Regions from separate parts of the Bicyclus anynana genome. Here region 2 is linked to region 1. A link is a contact called in public Hi-C data. All regions are on one chromosome and are shown on one strand. The core of a region is the stretch at or near the end of the contact, and the rest is flanking DNA. Distances in the headings are between cores, read along the strand shown.

Evidence for each region. A called contact is a pair of places that touch in the nucleus more often than the background predicts.
Region 2: a contact with region 1 is called in a Hi-C map of whole body, with 2.1 times the contacts expected there. The contact joins the promoter of LOC112051399 here to the enhancer-like site in region 1. A contact is called at or near these places in 2 of 2 Hi-C or Micro-C datasets (whole body and whole larva).

Annotation. Positions count from the first base shown.
Region 1 is chr25:9,877,652-9,880,351 of ilBicAnyn1.1, forward strand. It overlaps LOC112051399 (guanine nucleotide-binding protein G(I)/G(S)/G(T) subunit beta-1), which reads right to left. Exons shown (of 9, transcript XM_024090022.2): 4 at 1,471-1,641; 5 at 771-893. Among protein-coding and RNA genes, the nearest start is that of LOC128199490, 10 kb to the right of the region's middle. Within about 2 kb of position 1,445, at least 8 of the 8 cell types and tissues checked have open chromatin away from gene starts, as enhancers often do.
Region 2 is chr25:9,915,984-9,918,683 of ilBicAnyn1.1, forward strand. LOC112051399 (guanine nucleotide-binding protein G(I)/G(S)/G(T) subunit beta-1) reads right to left here and starts at 1,318. Exons shown (of 9, transcript XM_024090022.2): 1 at 1,083-1,318.

The sequences.
Region 1 (2,700 bases), core at 195-2,694:
AAAATGACAGACAACTTTGTTCGTGACTATGAGTGCGATACAGGTCCTTCTATAATTGGTCTGAGTTATCAACCCACATTCGTCCTCTGAGTCTCCTCTCAGAATGAGAGGGGTTAGATCAATAGTCCACCACGCTGGCCCAATGGCACGATTGGCAGACTTCAGAAGGGAATTGAGAAAATTCTCTGGTATGCAGGTTTCCTCACGGTGTCTTCCTTCACTGTTTGAGACACGTGATATTTTATTTCTTAAAAGGCACACAACTGAAAAGTTGGAGGTGCATGCTCCGGACCGGATTCGAACCCACACCCTCCGGAATCGGAGGCAGAAGTCATATCCACTGGGCTATCACGGCTCTCTCTAATTGTAGGTTTCTTTAATATGGCCATGATATATTATTTTGAAATCGTCTTGAGGAGTCCTTAGGAGGAGTATGATACCTATATTGCATTATTCGAAACAAAAATCGAATTACAATAAATTTAATTTAATTAATGTCAATCATAAAATTAGCTATCTTATTAACCATAACACATGATGATTAATTTAGGGCCAGGTAGTAAGTATTTTCCAAATATATTATTATCATTATTATCAAGTATCAAGGTGGTTGCAGTCAATGACAGAACAGGGTTGCCCTATGAACAAATAAGTGACTACAACACCCTCATGTATTTTCTAATCTTTTGTGTCGCACTCTAACCTAACCTCCCCTCTTCCGTTTAAATAATATGTCCCTGATGTATAGGTACACCTCTGTGAGGACTCACCAGGTCATATCCCCGGAGCTGGTGAGAATCTGGTTGTCGTCGAGGAACCGGCAGCAGGACAAGTAGCCGGAGTGTCCGGGCAACTCGCGGGACACGCGCACGTTGCCTTCGCGAGTCTTCAAGCTGTGGATGTCATTAATATTATGGTGAGTGGTTATTTTGTAAAGATTAGGATGTAAAGAGGAGATATAGTTTGTAAAAGGGTTACACAACGAGTTGAACACCTTCTGTCCCAAACGATAAGTTCGTCGTGTGACTGTCCCACACGATCGGATAGTCGTGTGACTGTCCCACACGATCGGATAGTCGTGTGACTGTCCCACACGATCGGATAGTCGTGTGACTGTCCCAAACGATCAGTTCGTCGTGTGACTGACCCACACGATCAGTTCATCAAGTGACCGTCCCACACGATCAGTTTGTCGTATGACTGTCCCTCACGATCAGTTCGTCGTGTGACTGTCCCACACGATCAGTTCGTCGTGTGACTGTCCCACACTATCAGTTTGTTGTGTGACTGACCCACACGATCAGTTCGTCGTATGACCAACCCACACGATCAGTTTGTCGCGTGTCTGACCCACACGATCAGTTCGTCGTATGACCAACCCACACGATCAGTTTGTCGCGTGACTGACCCACACGATCAGTTTGTCGTGTGACTGACCCGCACGATCAGTTTGTCGTGTGACCCACATACCTATAGATGGAGCAGATGTTGTCGAGCCCGCCGCACGCGACGTACGAGCCGGAGGGCGCGTAGGCGCACGTCATCACCCACGACGAGCGCAGCGGGATAGCGTGCACCTTGTTCGTCGTGTGACTGTCCCACACGATCAGCTTGCCGTCCTGACTGGCGGACACCAGGTTCCTACGACGAAATACTACAATTAGTACAATATTATAATTAGTATTATAATAAACTAAGCCGACGAACTAGAATGAAATGATTTTTGTGTATGGAAGAAGCAAGGGAGTTATGCAAGGATCGTAGACCCCAAAGGGAATAAGGCGTGATGGCATGTATGTATGTAGTAATAGCAAACCCCTACCTATATGCACATAATATTGCAAAATAATCAACCGTTTCGAAGGACTTTGGTAACAAACATCTCACGAGAATTTTATTTTCACCCCTTCTATTTATATTTTCGCATGTTTTATATAAAATACTAAGTCCACTAATTATTTTACAAAAACAAACAAACAGACACGATCCCAGACAAAAAATAATAATATTTTTAGCTTCAGTATCGATTACCTATGTGTAACGCCCTGCCCTCCATTTACAGAACTGGGCCTAGTCGTTTTATAATAAGTATAGATTGGCCAATGCGACCAATGCGGGTTTCACCCGCGTAGTTCGACAAAATGTAGCCTGTGACACTTATAAATAAAGTGGCTTTCTTGTGATAAAAGATAAATCAATCTAATATGAAGTAAGTATAGAAAACTATTTAAAGAGACGCGAAAGTTAGTCACCATGGCGCTTTCCAATATACGCATTGGAAACAATACAATAAAAGTGTTTGAACGTAAAGAGGCAGGTGTACGTCATAACGAATACCAATCGAGTTCTAAAATGGTAGTCATAATTTTATGAATACATATTTTAGTAGTTCTATAAAGGTACAGTTTTGTATTGATTTTCCTCGCGAGGGCAAATATTCTAGTCTCCAAACAATCTTTTAATGTTGAACGTTTTAAAGTTGAACTTTTTACAGAAAACTCCTTCAGCTCTCATTCGCACGAGAATTTTTTTAAGAGACGTTAAAGAAGTTTTCAAATACAACAAATGCATTCCCAAATTTTGGGAGTTGGAAATAGATCTTAATTTAACTTCATACTATATTTGAACGCTTTTTTAACGCCCGGTAAAAAAACTCTCGTGCGAATGAGGGCTAACTTGTGCTACAGACATATAGTAAAA
Region 2 (2,700 bases), core at 68-2,567, 38 kb after region 1:
TTCATACCTTAAAATAAGGGTGACCCACTCCAAAATTTGTAAGGCAAAACAAAGTTTGGTATAACTGTGAGGCTAAATTAGTTGATATAAATCTACAAAAAATTACAAGTATGAAACATAAATTGTATGAAATTTAGTTTTCTTGTAAGAAAATGTGGGACAGTCATTTTTTATTCTATCATGACTTAACACTATGTGAATTTTGCAAATATGTGATATACCTACTTATGAAAATTCATACTCTTCTATACATACTAACATTAAAAAGAGGAAATAATAAAGATTTGTTTGTTTATTTGTAGTGAATAGGCTCTGAAACTACTGGACTGATTTTAACCATTTTTAACAAATAAAAAGGTACATTATCAGCAAGTAACAGGGGTATATCTTATCCCGGTATTCCTTCGGGTACGGGAATTACGTGAGTATAAACGCAGAGCGTATTATTAGAGAAATAACAAAATCCAATAAACAATATTGCAATATTACGAGGAAAATAATGCTTTCAAGTATTCACATGCAGATGTGTTCATAGACATTTAGATACGAAATATTCACCACACAAGTAAACGAGGAAATGTAATAGCAATAAAATATACATAAAAAGTAAATTTGCATGCGTATTGATGTATTAAAACGAATATCTCACTGAAAAAATCCTTACAGCAACCAAATAACGCCCAAAAACATGGGGGACAATAATATATTGATAAGGCAACGCATGAATCGATGTCTCACCGTAGGGGCCGTGCAATTTCCCGAACGTAAAACCCGATTTTCAACAAGTCACTGCCTCATTTTGACAAATTCAGGATATCCTTCGGCAAAGTAGGCCCCTTGCCGATACTACACTATAGCGTATTTCGTAACTGCTCAATTGATTAGTTCATCCTAGAAACAATAAATCCAATCGTAGGGTGTATCTACCACACATTCGACCGGCGACCATTTCGAACAAGTGCCATATTCAACTGTGTCACACCCATATGCAAAAAATACATTATTTTAAGCAAAACTACAGTCAAATTGAGCATTGGAAAACTACATTCTACTAACGATAGTGAAAAGAATAAGGACTTTACCCCACAATCAGCAAAACTCGTCGATTGATTCTGTGGTTTTCAGGCGCTTCCTAAACCACCATTAAGACTGGATCTTATCCTTTTGGCACATTTTGTATCTTTCTGACAACACTACACTGAACTAGATTATTCACAAGTTTTTAACACGGATCGTTCCACCATTTAGTATTTCATACACCCTCGAGCTCAATCCTTTTCACGGCCATTTGCAAATTGCGTCAAAGTCCCGTCTTCGCGATTGGTAGATTCTGCGCTACTGTGGACAGCTCCGGCCGCGCTCTCTGATGAAAAAATAAGGAACTAAATTTGCTGTTATGTAAAACTATACTCTCTGTCATGGACATAGAGCATACTTAGAAATTGTTAGGCATACATACGTCGTTTCGAATAAAATAGAATAGGGTGCGGTAAGGCTGAAATGAGACCCCCGTTGCGTGACGTCAAACTGGGCGTGAAAAGCTTACGGCGGAATATTTAAATATATTTCATAAACAAAAAATATTTTATGAAAATCTTCTTGTTTTATTCCAATAATTAAAATTTTAATCAATCATTACAATTAAATGATTCAATTAAATATTTTCTTGCTATAACGAAATATTTTCACTGAAATGTTGACTACAAAAAATATAATAGGTACAAACAAAGTAGATCGATGGAGTAAAGTAGTTAACAGTAGTATAATAAAGTACCATTATTATAAGTGATTATATGAGTTAAATAAAGGTCATTTCAAAATTAAATATAAGTAATGCTAAAGGAAATGGGCACTTGGTCATCTAATCTAATTCCATTAATTTTAACTTCTATACTACTTCTACTTCCCTATAGGGTTTTCAGGTATTCTATGGTTTTCAGACTGTAAGTGATTATAAAGATTCGCACGTGACCACAGCCATGGTTTATGATTATTTAAATTATTTGTGTTATAATAAGGATTTTTTTTATTCACAGGTTTGAGAAGTACACGTGCTTTAGTAACCCTCCTTGCATTATTTATTATGCAAAATCCTCTTTGATGGATCTTTGTACTTGGTAAGGTGTGGTTGAGCCCGTTGAACCATGGCTAAGCAGGCTGAGCTAATATTATATATAATATAATTATTATAATAAATAAAGGTATAGTCTGTGAGGTAAAATTCTTTTACCAATAGAAAACCACGTTACTTATTAGTGTCTTATGATATTTTTTATCCCCGTATTCACACGGGAACGGAATTACGTGGGAGAAAACGAGAGGCGTCTGCTAGTGCTAGTAAAACATAAAATATGATCATAGTGCTAATCAGTAATCCATTTAAAAAAGCAAGATAGCGAAGCGAAGTTCGAATATTAACAAAAAAAAATGGAAATTTCTTGCATGGCAATTTTTAAAATACCCAATTTCTGATTGGTAAAAAAATTGCAATCGATAATATTCTAAGCTTGTCATTGGTACGTTAACACAACTATTTTTCTATTGGCTTGGTAATCCCGGTGTTTTACAATGCCTTGCAGCATGATGTATGTTCGCAGCCAGATGAAGCTATATGTTAATAGAAATAATAAAAATAATAAAGCCTTAGTTAAGTGCAGGATCATAGCATGAACCTCTAACAGTTTAAAATAATAACCTTAA